2 separate regions of the Sus scrofa genome follow, and region 2 is linked to region 1. The links are chromatin contacts, called in public HiChIP or PLAC-seq maps. All regions are on one chromosome and are shown on one strand. Each heading gives the region's core, a stretch centred on a gene start, on an enhancer-like site or on the middle of the called end of the contact. The rest is flanking DNA. Distances are from core to core; before and after follow the strand shown. Region 1 holds the start of CHCHD1 (coiled-coil-helix-coiled-coil-helix domain containing 1). Region 2 holds the start of VDAC2 (voltage dependent anion channel 2).

Region 1 (7,270 bases), core at 1,805-4,304:
GCTGAGTTGTTGGGTTTCAGAGAGGAACAAAGGATTCTTGGCCACCATTGACCAAAGTAAGTAAAAGTTTGCCCATAAATTCTGGTTTTGTTTGCATAAACAAATCTGGAACAGTTTGGTAAAACCTTTTGGATAATTTTAGAAATAGCTGCAGATTAAAAACAGCAAATTATCCTGCTGTATAGCACAGGGAACTAAATCTAGTCACTTGTGATGGAACATGATGGAGGATAATGTGAAAAAAAAATGTGTGTATATATATGATTGGGTCACTTTACTGTATAGCATAAATTGAAAGAACAATGTAAATCAACTATAATAGAAAAAAGAAAAACCTAAAAAAAGGGAAAAAAAGATGACAAATTGACCTACAAAAAAAAAAAAAAAAAAAGACAAATTTTTTTCCCCCATCTATGTTCATAGACTCTTACTGGGAGTCTACTGACGGATATTAAGTACTTCCAAGACTAATCCAAAATACCTAAGCCCAGAGCTTCTTCCTAAGGCTGACAACCTCAGCCTGCAGAACCCAGCAATTGCCCAGTATCCAGCAAAGGGACATGAGGGCTATAGGAAGAGGTAGCTGCGCGGAGTCAAGGAGGCAAGGCCCATTTTTATCTTAATAACTATCCTACTGGAGCTTTAAAACCCCCACTGACCCCTTTGTGCATTTAATGCTGTAAAGTACATAGAAAAAGTTAACTCAGTTATGATTGAAAGGGCAAAGTATGCAAAAAATACTGTTCAATTGTTCTAATATCAGGAGGTCGCAAAAATGTTGTCAGCAACCAGGTAGTAACATAGAGAGAAGTGAACAGGTGATAAACAAAGAAGATAATTGCCGATTAAGCCTCAGTCTCACCATTTGAGAGTCCTGTGGCTAGATCACTGGAGAATGGAAACTAATGATAATCAGCTCTATTTGATTCTTTATTTCCATGTGGGAAATAAAAGGTTACCAGATTTTTGGATTTTTCTTTGTTTTTTGGCCGCATTTGTGGCATGTGGAAGTTCCTGGGCCAGGGATCGAACACAGAAGGGACCTGACCCACAGCAGTGACAATGCCAGATCCTTAACCCTCTGTCCCACAAGAGAACTCCTGATTTTTTTTTTTTTTTTTTTTTTTTTGCTTTTTAGGGCCACACCATGGCATATGGAGGTTCCCAGGCTAGGGGTTGAATCGGAGCTACAGCTGCCAACCTACAGCACAGCCACAGCAACGCCAGATCCTTAACCCACTGAGCAAGGCCAGGAATCAAACCCACAACCTCATGTTTCCTAGTCAGATTTGTTTCTGCTGCACCACAACAGGAACTCCAAGAACTCCTGATTTTTTTTAAAAAAAGCTAAAAAGCATATTTTTTTGGCCACACCCCCAGCCAAAGTGGATTTTTTATGATACTGAATTTTTGAATGTGGTCTGCTAATTTAAAAACAAACTTTTAATTGTGTGGGCCAAATAAAATACATCTCCAAAACCTCTGGGTCACCAGTTTGTGAACTTCTGATTATCCTGGCAGCACCTTGCAGTGGCTATGCACAGATAGTCAGTGAGTATTTACAGATAATGGCAAAAAAGCTCTTCATATAAACAGACTCCAACATCCTTATGCATCCTTTGCATACAAAGGCAAGGACACTAAGTGGTATAAAGGTTTTTGTCTTGACCCTGGTGCAAATTACAGAGCAAAGACTTTCCAGAGTGTAGGGGAGAACACAGGACTCAACTATAGTGGGAATACCTAATCCACAACAAAAGGCCAAGCTCTCTTCAGGGGATTTTATTTCAACATAAAATATAATTTCCATCCACATAATGATTCCAAAGGGTTAAAAAAAAGTGTTTCGCGTCCTTCCACTCTTCAAAAAGAACGTGTGACAATGCAAATATCTCTAAAAAGCCTCTGCATAGTTCTCAGAAGCTACAGTCCAGTCATTGAAAATGCTTCTCCATTTTCAGCTGACATGAGGTTTGTTAGGAAACCTATGTAACAACTTATTCAATTTCTTGGGGGGTAAACTCCCCAACTCTCCCAGGTTCTCCTGGATTGATCTCATCTTTCGGGCAGCCTGAAAACACAGAACAAAAATTAAAATGACAGCTCTAAAGTTGGCCCTGACCTAAGCTAATAGTTCTCACAACACCCCAAATCACACTGAGAAATTAACCAGCCTGGAGAGCTGCGTCATCTTCTCAGTCCTCTTTCATCAAAAGGACTTGGGAACCATGAATGACTGTATGATCTGAAGCCATCATCCAGCTGGCAATTAAATCTAAGCTGGAAACCAAATAAACTGTCCTTTCCTATCTTTAGTTCACTTGGGAGAATAATGTCTATTTGAGCAGCAATTTAAATTTTACAATGTGGTTTTCCCATTCATTTCTTCACTTAACACTCACAAAATTCTTTAAGGCAGATATGAATATTAACCTCACTGTGCATCTGATAAAGCTAAAAGCAGTAAAACAAATCGCTCAAGATCACGATGCCTTCAAAATTGTAAACTTTCGCACTTTGGCATGAGTCAAGTAGATCCCAAAAACTTTTCTCGCCCTTTTTGAGGGAGAAGAATTTTCTTATCACCAAGCAAGAGGCAGTAAGAACCATACTGTATACCCCATTCTCCTCCCAAGAGGGCACCCCAGGAGCCTCCTGTCACCTCAGCCCTCGAAGCACAATCGAAGAAGTCCTGAATCTCTTTTCTGCACGCTTCGTCGCGGAATTCATTCTGCTTCCAGCAAGCCATCATTACTGACATCTCCGTGATACAGGTCGCCTCTGGTGGAGAACGGGAAGGACCCTCAATCACAAGGAGACCCTTACCTTCCGGCCCTCCCACCCAGCGGCCCCCTGCACTCCTCCGGCTTCCGTTCTAGGGCCTCCACGGCTCCGACTGCTCACCGCCCTTCTCCCGGCGCCGTTCCCCGACATGATTGGCTAGGATGAGGGGCTTGTTGGGCTTCAGTATAGGCCTCCGTGGGTTTCCAAGCCGTGCTAGTCGACCCCGCAGGCTGGGAGTCGCCATTGCAAAGCGAGCTCCCGGCAGGCTCTGCGGCGCCGTGCGTGACCCTGCGTGACCCTACGAGCTTCCTGAAACTAGGAGGCTCCCTTTCCCGCCCAGCATGCACCGCTTTGTTTTCTTGGCGGGGCACCCGCGCTGCTGGGTTCTGACCTGCTTTAATAGAGACCGATGTGCAGGTTGGGAGGAGAATCTTTGGGACTCGTCTGCTGACCTAGGCCACTCTTGTGGGCCCTGAAGTCTTGGGGCAGTACTGGACCGGGAACACCCAGGAAACACTGATAAACGGACTCTAGTTTCGAGTGGTAACCGGCTGGATTAGAAGGTGATTGGAGTTGCCTGGTGGCTCAGTGGGTTAAGGATCCACCTTGCCACTATTATGGTGGGAGTTCGTTCCCCCGGCCCAGGAATTTCCGCCTGCAGCGGGCGCATCACCAAAAAAAAAAAAAAAAAAAAAAAAAAAAAAAAAAAGATTGACCTAAGCAAGGGCAGAGAGGATGGGAGCAAATAAAACTGGGAGACTGAAAAATGCTAAATTGGGAATTATTATTACTATTAAAAAAAAAAAAAAAAAAAGCCCACACCCGGAGCATAGGGAAGTTCCGAGGCCGGGGACTGAATCCGAGCTGCAGCTGCGGCAACACCGGATCCTTTAACTCATTGCTCCAGACCAGGTATCAAACCCGCACCTCCTCAGCTGGCGGGAGCCGCTGCGCCAGGGTCAGAACTCTAGGAATGATTTTAATAAACCTTCAAGAACTGTTGGTTTTGACTACGTTTGGAACCACCCCAGAAGCCGCAAAGAAAAATTAGCCCTCATTTACTTCAGCAGCTACTGTTGTTCAGAAATCGTTTGCTCATTTATATCGATCTCACTGGGTAAGGAAAGGTTTAAGGACTTTTGCATACATTGTTTTACTTAATCCTCTTCCCAATTCTCTGAAGATACTTAGTAGTATCATTCCTATTTATAGACTTTGTCCTTCCTTGTGATGCCTAGCTTTAATCAGACTTGGTTCTGACTCCCCCCCCACCCCCCACCTCCCAAAATGATTTACAAAGACGTACCGCTGATTCTCAAGGCATATATTTATACATGAGCACCATGTAATGGAAGCACAACTTGTACAAACTTGTAGTTCTTAAGATGACTACTTTGGAGAGCAATACTTAATTTGGTTGTGTAAATTTAGTATGCTAAAATCACTTATCACAGATGTCTGGAATCTTTCCATTTATCTCTGCATGGCTGGTTCTTTTTCTTCTGTTGAGTCTCAGTTTGTCAGGACTTCCCTGACTTCCATCCAAACCACTATCAAGCTGTTTTATTTTCTTCACAGCACCTATCATAGTCTGGATTGTCTTGTTCCCTTACTGTTCATTTACAGCCTTACCCCCAACACCCATTTAAAATGTAAGCACCGGAAGAGAATAGACCTTGTCTATCTTGTTCAGTGCTTAATCCCCAGTGCCTAGAGTAGTGCCAGTAAATGCTTGTTAAATGAACAAATGTTTTAAGTATTTTTCCAAGTCTCCAACTTTATCACAGCCAGAAATAAAACCAAGCAAAAGACACTGTTTCAAAAGAAGCCATTTATTATACAAAATGAAACCTGAGACAATAGAAAACAGCAACACCTGGGAATAGTAAGGGCATCAGCCCCAAGTTCCACCCTGACTCCAGCAACACAAATAAAGCTGACTCCTATCAGACACTTCTACCACCAATAACCCCAAGCCTGCTGCTGTACAGAATGCAGGCTGGGTCACAAACTAGCGAAAATTCACATTGCTTGCTTTCTCTGTAGAGAAAGAGAAGCCTTTAGTTGGATAGCTAGGTGGCTATTTCTGGTGCTGCCTTCCCTTGTGGACCCGTAGCACCTGGCCTTCCCTGCTCTTTTATGAATACTTCTGTGGTAATAGGGAATAAAGGAGAAAGTGTGGGGAGCACTGGTCACAAAGCAGGCATGAGTCTCTGGCCACAATCATTCATAAACAACTGGCCTACTTTATACATAAAAGTGCTAAAGTAATGCCAATGTGAATTGGTGTAATTAGACAGGAAAGGAAAGGATGATTCTACCCCTTGCATAACCATCACTTACCATTTTTATTGCACATAATGAAATTTGAGTCTGAACATTAGTTTGCACATGGTTGTAATATGTATTTTGCATTCTATAAACCAGCATCAGCATTTAAATAGAGTGCAGGCTTAGAAATCAGAGTCCTGAATTTGACTTCTTTTGTAAGGGTCTCTACTATATCAAATTTTAACAGAAGTATTTTTGAAGGTCTTCCCCTCCTCTTGTTTTCTGTGAAAGTCCAAACTGGGTAAGCAAACTTTCCATGCTCTTATGAAAAGCATTTTTTATTAAATAAACTGGAAAAAGAACCACGTTGGCAGTGAAACCCAGCCTAAATAGGTTTCCTTGGCCACATCTTTAGGTGTCACGATAAGTGTGGGACCCTAGTTATTGAAGCATCTCATATATAAACAAAATGTTTATTGGGAGTTCTGTTGTAGGATTTCCATTTTGTGGGATATTATATAGTTTCATGCCAGCCTAAAGTTATATAAATTCTCTATAGATCTTTACTGAATTCAAAGTAGGTGTCATTTTAAAAAAATTAAACATGATGTTGGCTTTGATGTTAAATAAAGAGCTAGATTTCTTAAATTTAAACACAAACTGTTATCATCATACACAGAATAGCTTAGCATTTTGCTCAAAATAATAAAAACAAACAAAACCTTATATAAGGACAAGGTTATTTATACACAGTCTATACTGAAGTCATAAAATCTTCCTCTTGTCTTTGCAACCGTATTTATATGTTGGTAAATTTGTGTGTATACAGATACACACATATACTAAACCAGATATATTGATAAGCTATGAAACTTCTCTAGTGATAATTCATTAATACAACATCACAACCAGGGTAGTTCTAAGATACATAGTATTCTTTCTTGTTCCACTGCCCCAGAAAAAGCAAATGGTCTCCTTGCCCATTAAGCTGTATGTTTAAACCACAGCAAATGGAGGGTTTGCCTATATCCCCTTATGATGGCTTGTATGTCTTGCCTTACCTCTCATCCCCTTGAGCTTAGGGCCTTGGATGGGCTCCATCAAAATGTAGTCTCAGAAAGTACTATAAAGTCGTGTCTTGTATCAGTAATAGAATGAATGAAGTTGGAATATTTATCCCACTTAAAGTGAAAAGTGCCTCAGAATATGAGATAATTAATACAGCTATATTGCTGGGCTGTTTTGTCCACCACAATTTCATGACTTTTGGGGGGGAAATGGGACTTTTGAGGCATACAAAAATAATAAAGTAGAAGAGTTCATTAGGCAGACAGAAAAGAACAAAAACCTATAAAAATTTGCACTTTGATTCACAATGGGCTATTTTAACACTTCAAAATCATTATAGCTTTTTCTATCATCATTTCCAGGCTTAGTCTCCATCTCCAGCCAAAAATAGAGAAGGACAATTCATTAAATTTATACGACATTTATTAGTCACTGTATCATATGGAGGTTCCCAGGCTAAGGGTCCAACAGGAGCTGCAGCTGCCAGCCTATGCCTCAGCCACAGCAGCACCAGATCCAAGCTGTGTCTGTGACCTACACCACAGCTCACGGCAAGGCCGGATCCTTAATCCACTGAGCGAGGCCAAAAACTGAACCTGAAATCTTATGGCCCCTAGTTGGATGTGTTTTTGCTGCGCCATGATGGGAACTCCAGTCACTGAATCTTTCTATTCATGAAGTGAGAAAGAATTCTAGATATCCCCTAGATAAAAAGCAAACCAGCAGTAAAAAAAGCTGGCAAACCTATAGCCAATTTAATACAGGGGATGATGAATGTGGGAAGGGTGGCGAGGATACTCCATCTCCATCAGAAATTATGGAACACCAGGAAAGAAAAAGCTATTCAAAATTAAAAGTTAAGCAGTTCCCTTGTGGCGCAGCAGGTTAAGAATACAGCATTGTCAATGAAGTGGTTCTGGTTGCTGCTGTGGCTTGGGTTTGATCCCTGGCCAGGGAACTTCCACATGCTCTGGGTGCGGCCAAAAAGCCACACACACATGCCCACAAATAATAATAATAAAATAAAAATTTTAAAGGCTGACATGAAAAGCAAAGTAAATGATTTAAAAAAATACAACTCCAGGGACCAGAACACAACTCACCAGGAGTTTTGCTTCACCACCAACACAACACTTTAAAAACCAAG
Region 2 (7,270 bases), core at 1,877-4,376, 1.3 Mb before region 1:
TCTCAAATATGGAGTACTATTAGAGTTCCTATTGTGGCTCAGCAGATTAAGAACCTGACATAGTGTCCATGAGTATGCAGGTTCGATCTCTGGCCTCACTTGGAGGGTTAAGAATCTGGCACTCCACAAGTTGTGGGTTAGGTCACAGATATAGCTTGGATCTGGCATTGCTGCAGCTGTGGGGCAGGCCTGCAGCTTCAGCTCCAGTTCAACCCCTAGCCAAGGAACTTCCACATGTTGCAGAAAAAAAACGTTTTTTAAAAATACTCAAATTTAGGACTCTAAAAATTCACAAAATACAGGTGGAAATGTCTCCAAGGAGGACTGTTAGAATATAATCATTGTATAAATGATTACTACACTCAAATTACGAATTAGTTAAAAAAAAAAAAAAAAAAAAAAAAGGAGCTCCCATTGCTGCACATCAGAAACAAACCCAGCCAATATCCACGAGGAGGCAGGTTTGCTCCCTGGCCTCCTCAGTGGGTTGGGGATCCCTTGTTGCTGTGGCTGTGGAGTGCAGCTGTAGCTCAGATTAAATCCATAGCCTGGGAACTTCCATGTGCTGCAGATGGCATTAAAAAAAAAAAGGAAGAATAAATTAGTGAATATTTTATGTGCAGAACTCTTAAGGCTTTTCAAACTCATCAAAAGGGCTTGCAAAAAAGTAAAACAGGTTGCAATCTTACTGAGTAACAGAATCCCACATGACCAGTCTTTCCTGAGTACCTTGCACATACAAAGTAAGTAATATGACAAAAGATCACACAAAACCCAGAAATCCTATCCAAAAATGAAAATAAAATCAAGATAAAATGCCCTTAAAATGAAATCATCTTTTGTTTCTTCAAGATAAAATAGGCATTTCCGTGTGGCCCAGCGGTAATGAACTCAACTAGTATCCATGAGGACACAGGTTCAATCCTTGGCCTTGCCAGTAGTTTAAGGATCTGGCATTCCGTGAGCTGTGTGTAGGTTTCAGACAGGCCTTGGATCTGGCATTGCTGTGGCTGTGGCCAGCAGCTGTAACTCCAATTCAACCCGTAGCCTGGGAATTTCCATCTACCAAGGGTGAGCCCCCCCCAAAAAAAAATTATATAAAGGCTCAACAGAACTTATCAGATACCTAACACTCACCACGCCACTGCATGACTTTGTTTTCACATCCAGTTTCACCAACCCAAAACCTTCAAGAGAACAAAATGATTCTTTTGTATAAAAGATGCATGACAACAGCCAACTATATACACTAAAAAAAGAAAACCAGAAAGATTTCACATATTCAAAGGGAGACAAAAATGTGCATTGATACATGATACTTAAATGAAAAATTCTGTGAATAGACAGAAACATCCCTATGAAGCTTTGCCTAATATATTGGTGTGTATTTGGCAATCCCCCCCCCAAAAAAAAACCCCAACTGTCAAACAATTTTATCAAAGCATTTATTTAAAAATGCTTTTCAAACCGAAATATCAGATTAGAAAAATCACTTCAACTTAAATCTCAGAATAGCCAATAATTTATTATAATACAGGCACTGAGAACATTTAACCCAAAGAGGTACCTCCTTCGGGGATTAATAATCTAAACAATTAATAATCTAAATAACTGGGGAAATATTCTAAAGGACAGGGAGGGTGAGGTGTGGAATAAAATCTTCAAGAGAGTCCTAATTTATTCGAAAAAACCCATAACTCTTTAGTAGGAGTCACCACCATCAAAGCAATCCAAGACAATCATCAATTCTAGTCAACCATGGCGTAAACTATATCTCAAAGAAAAGAAAGCATGATTGCTTTTCTTCTTAAAGGTAAATTCCTGTAACTCAAGTTTGAAAAAAACAGATGAAACTGGGATAGAATTTGGATTGTTTTACAGTACTATTTTAATAGAAATCTTATCTTAAATATAACTAATAAGAGAATGCAGCAAAATACTTACAATTTAAAGTCAATAATTTCCCTAAGCAATCCAAACACACATTTTCCACTTCAGATCTAAAATTTTTAAAGCAATTCTTACCAAATCCTTTGTTGAAAATATCTCTGGCAGCTTTGCCAAGGTCAGCATATGATGGCGGAATACACATTGCTGGTGGGAAGAAACATTCCAATGTTAATGTCCCTGTGCTCCCACAGTCTGTTCAAGAACTAGATTATGAACAGACTGCTATCTTTAAATCCAAGCAATCCAACTTGTTTTTATTACCACGAGGAGCTACAACAAAACTATAGTCTACTAGGATCCATGAGGGAGACATCAGCACCAAAGACTAATTTCTAAAACAGATAACTATAGTAAGTGGCCAAAAAACTTGGGAAATTCCTTCCAAAATATACAAAGAATCAAACACATACACACATATATAACTATACATTCAAATATACCTGCCAAAAGTCACTGGAATAGGCTGATTTAACCAAATGAGATTAAAAAAACTAAGACAAGTCCCTCACCCCCTCCCCCAATACATCCTTTAGTATCCTCTCTGAGGCCAAAACCAATATTCTGGAATGGGAAGAGAAAGGTAAATAATACCTGGGGAACTTAACGGAACTTAAAAAAAAGCCATCTATGTTTCACTCAAGTGTCTACATCAACTAAATATCAGATGGCACTTTAGACATATCCTCGGCCAATGCTGTGCGGCTTAAGGGCAAGCAATCTGAGCTCGTTACACTAGCTCATTCATTCTACACAGCACGTCCACGCCCTTAGGAGCACATGTAATGACCTTGTGCACTCACAAGGGAGATTACTACTTCCTCTAAAAAAGTGACCGATCCAAGCCTCCAAAAACCAAATCCGGTATCAGTAACTTTTTCCTCTGAGTCCATTAAAGACACATCCAAAAGCTGAAGGTGAATGCGACCATGAACCAACTCCCCTGGCCTAGTCCCCCTATTCGAAATCCAGCAACTCAGTCCCTCCTCCGCAGAACTAGAGGAGTCAGACGATGGAGAAACTACCAAAAGGGACAAATTTCCAAGTCCTCGGAGAGATACGGGAAAAGAAGCCCTAGTTTTCCGTTCGACAGGCTTCGACTGTCCAGGCACCGCCGCCCCGTCCCGCAGAGATCCCCCTCTACTTACGCCGTGGGCAGGTCTGTCCATAGGACGCCATGGCGAAGCCGTCGGATGAGGTGATCTGAAGGAGGGACATAAAGTGTGGTCAGCAGGGGTCAGAAGCAAACCAAGGGGCCAGAAAGGGGGTCTGGGACAGAGGGGAGAGGGGCCGCGGGGCAGCGCGGCCATCTTAGGGAGCCAGGGCCGACCCAGAGTCCGGCTCAGACATCCTGCTTGGCCGCCCAGGCCTACGCCCCCGGGTCAGAGTGAGGCGGGGGCAGCGGTACCTGGTGGTCTCCTGGGGGGAGGGGGAGGCGCCCCTGCCGTTCGCTCGCAGCAGAAACCGTTCGGCTCCTTCAGGGTCGGGCTGCAGCTCCCTCGGCTGGAGGGCGAAGTGAAGGAGACACCGTTCCGCCTGCCGCAACCCTGTCCTCCCCCCACCGGCCAGGACCCTGCCGCTGCCCCTGGGGCTGCCCGCCGCGCCTGTCCCCGCAGCGCCGCCTGCTGCCCACTCCAACCTGCTCTAAAACAGCCACGTGCTCCAAGAGCACCCCCGCCCCCGGGATAGGGCGCCTCGGTCCCTCGGCGGGGGCCAGAAAGACAGACGTTGCCGGACCTCAGGTCAGGCAGCGAAGAGGACAGCCCCAGAGACGAGGGGGCGGGGAACGACGGATGCTGCCGGAGGGGACCGCGAGGGCGGGGGGATGGGGTGGAGGCCCCGCGCGCGCTCAATATGGGCGGGGCGGGGCGTCGGGCGCGTGCCTGAGCGGGACTGCGCGCGACTGGGCGCGACCGCGCTCCCCGAGGTCACGTACATCTCTCCAACTCCCCTTCTTGGCTGTGACTTACATGCCCTGCAGAGCCAATCCCCGGTAGAGGAAGGAGTCTGCTGAGCGATACCACTTCTGCCCTGAGCAAGTGCTTGCGTCTCTGGAAGACCGTGTGTCTCTCCTGGCTCAGAGAGAAATGAGTGGGGCGCTGGGGCGTACCTCCAGCCCCTCGCCCACTCCCTTCTTTCGCCCGCTTCCCATCATGGTGTAATCGCCATGCTAGGCGGGGCTCGGCCTGAGAGGCTCTCTTGGGCTGCCCCGCCCTGAACAAACTTGAGCACGTCTCGGGGTGCCCCGCCTTTCCCTACTCCACCCTACCCCCGCTCAAGCCTTAGGGTTCCTTTTCTGCCTCCTTCGTCTGGATTGGGGTGGGACTGCTTTACACACACAGAGAAACTGGAGCGGTCTTGGTGAGTCAAGCCTGCTAGAAAATTTAGGAATCATGCTGACCAAGCATTAGAACGCTGCACTCCAGTTCTCTGGGTGTGCAGGAAGTGAAGAAGCCAAGGGGACAAGAAAAAAATGAGCGGTCTAATGAGATAGAAATAGGGTCAATTTAAGGTCGGTAATCAATAGCCAGTCTCAGCAATTTATCCCTTCTCTACCCCAGTTTTGTCTTGTTTTGTTTCACTCTATAAAATAAATGAGATGAAGTGGTTTTAACAGCCATTCAGCCATAGACTAAGGAAAGCTCATTTTCCCCCACTCTGGCTTTTTCTTCTTTTTCTACCCACCGTGTGGCATGTGGAGGTTCCCAAGCCAAGGATCAAACCATTGCCACAGTAGTGGCCCAAGCTGCAATAACAAGGCAGGGTCCTTAACCCACTTTGCCCCAAGAAAATTCCCTGACTCTAGCTTTGAAAACCACCTCTATTTAAATGCTGCAAAGTTACCATCTTTTTCTAAACCAGGAAAAAAGGGATAGCTAGATAGGCCTCCCATTGCAAACCCGGATTTAAGCTGCAGCCTGGTGGATTTCCCTCCCATGAGCAGGCCCAGCCAGCAAGCTTGCCTAGTCGTGGTTGGTATTACACATTGTAAAGGGTTAGAAGAAGGGAAAAGTTTTTGTGCCTAAAAGTTCAGGCACCAGAGTCCTGATTAATTCCTTCATTCACGTTCAGACAGGTTGGTCTGAAATCAGTCTGGTTCCACAGAGAACTGGTCTGCTCTGGCTATATTTGATGCTAATGGCAGAAACTGTTATCCTGTCCTAAGTGCAGCATAATATACTACCTCCCAGAAAAACCTAGTCTCTGCTCAGTCATCTTTGGGGCTTATTCACACTGTGAACTATCTAACATATTTAACCCCCAGAGAATCTTAATGTGCTACAAAACACAGATCTGAGGCTTTACCCTCTAATAAAAATCCAAGGGATATACACAGTACCTAATAACAGGAAGAATCGTGGCAATTTATTTCAAAGTGGGATTCAGTAACTATATATGAGTACTTACATCCAAAGCCCTTTAAAGAGTCCACTCTAAAACAAAACAACAAAATCAAAACAAAAAACAAAGCTCTTTAGACCAAAGCATCATTAGTAGCAGCCACCACCTATAGAGCAACTACTTTGTATCACCCACAAAGGAAGCAAAATCCATTCAGACACACTTCCTGCTCCCGAGGAAGCACTTACAGTCAAGCATGTAGAGATGCAGAGATGTGTAGAGATGTCAAGAACTGGAAAGGTGGAGTTCCCATCATGGCTCAGTGTTAACGAACCCACCTAGTATCCATGAGGACTCAGGTTCTATCCCTGGCTGAGTGGGTTAAAGATCTGACGTTGCCATGAGCTGTGGTGTAGGTCGAAGATGTGGCTCAGAGCTGGCATTCCTGTGGCTATGGTATAGGCTGGCAGCTGCAGCTCTGATTTGATGCCTAGCCTGGGAACTTCCATATGCCATGGGTTTGGCCCTAAAAAGACAAAAAAAAAAAAAAAAGCTAGAAAGGGTCCAAAATTTTCCCTATGTGCAAACTAGCAAGTTCACCTGCCATAGTTTCATATATTGATAGATGCTGGCAGAAGACAGGAAAGTTAAAGGTTAGAGACAAAGGATTTTATTACTCCAGGCTCAGCAAGCAGCATAAGCTTCATGTTCAAATCAGTTCCCCTTGCCCTCTGTGTTCCACAGGGGTGTTGCAGACCACCCTAGGGAGTAACTGCACACCATGTGTTTGTGTCACAGCTGAGGAATCTTAAGCTTAGGAAATATCCTGCCTTATAAGGAGCTACAAACCTGTCCAACCTTTGCCCCAAGAGAGACATTATTATACTTCCCGGGAAACAAAATCTGCCCTCTGCCTGTTAACCCAGAGGGAGCTAACATCCCTGTCTCCCAAGGCTATTTGCTATGTAGACATTCTTGAAAAGATAGTTTGAGATAAAAGCTGTCACAAGACCTGTAGAAACACCACTGAGAATTGTCCTACAACATAGGACGGAGAATTCAGGGGTTCTAAGCACAATGCTGAATGTAAGCACCTGCTGACACAACACTGTAAATCAACTACACTTTAATAAAAAATTAGGAGTTCCCATTGTGGCTCTGTGAGTTAAGGACCTGATGTTGTCTCCTGAGGACGTGGTTTGATCCCTGGCCTCACTCAGTGGGTTAAGGATCTGGAATTGCCACAAGCTGTAGCAAAGGTTGCAGTGCGGCTCAGATCTGGTATTGCCATAGCTGTGGCATAGGCCTCAGCAGCAGCTTGGAAGTTCCATATGCCACAGGTGGGGCACCAAAAATTTTTTTTTAATTTTTAAAGTAAAAAAATAAATAAATGTAAGCACAGAGAACTGTGATCATGCACAGTCAGACTGAGGAGACACTTGCATTAAAGTATGAAAGTAGGACTTATCAAAACTGGAAAGCCAGGGGAGTTCCCGCTGTGGCGCAGTGGTTAACGAATCCGACTAGGAACCATGAGGTTGCGGGTTCGGTCCCTGCCCTTGCTCAGTGGGTTAACGATCCGGCGTTGCCGTGAGCTGTGGTGTAGGTTGCAGACACGGCTCGGATCCCGTGTTGCTGTGGCTCTGGCGTAGGCCGGTGGCTACAGCTCCGATTTGACCCCTAGCCTGGGAACCTCCATATGCCAAGGGAGCGGCCCAAGAAATAGCAACAACAACAACAACAAAAGGCAAAAGACAAAAAAAAAAAAAAAAAGATCCGGTGTTGCCATGAGCTGTGGTGTAGGTCAGCAGCTGTAGCTCCGATTCTGACCCCTAGGCTGGGAACTTCCATCTGCCACAGGTACAGCCCTAAAAAAACAGGGAAAAAAAACAACAAAAAAACACTTTTATTATCAAAAAGTTTCTGTGGGTCAAAAATTAAGCTTAGCTAAGTAGTTCTGGCTCAGGGCCTCCCATGAGGT

What was found. HiChIP or PLAC-seq counts read pairs in DNA pulled down with a chosen protein or histone mark.
Region 2: a contact with region 1 is called in an H3K27ac HiChIP or PLAC-seq map of alveolar macrophages, with 10 times the contacts expected there. The contact joins the promoter of VDAC2 here to the promoter of CHCHD1 in region 1. A contact is called at or near these places in 2 of 5 promoter capture datasets (fetal liver and fetal skeletal muscle) and 1 of 2 datasets of contacts at active chromatin or transcription factors (alveolar macrophages).

Annotation. Positions count from the first base shown.
Region 1 is chr14:76,503,102-76,510,371 of Sscrofa11.1, reverse strand. CHCHD1 (coiled-coil-helix-coiled-coil-helix domain containing 1) reads right to left here and starts at 3,054. Exons shown (of 3, transcript NM_001190155.1): 1 at 2,905-3,054; 2 at 2,663-2,781; 3 at 1,112-2,071. The coding sequence starts at 3,028. The coding sequence ends at 1,958. It overlaps FUT11 (alpha-(1,3)-fucosyltransferase 11), which reads right to left. Exons shown (of 3, transcript XM_001928248.5): 3 at 4,596-7,270.
Region 2 is chr14:77,763,551-77,770,820 of Sscrofa11.1, reverse strand. It overlaps VDAC2 (voltage dependent anion channel 2), which reads right to left and starts at 3,126. Exons shown (of 9, transcript NM_214369.1): 1 at 3,096-3,126; 2 at 2,026-2,094; 3 at 1,138-1,187. The coding sequence starts at 3,126.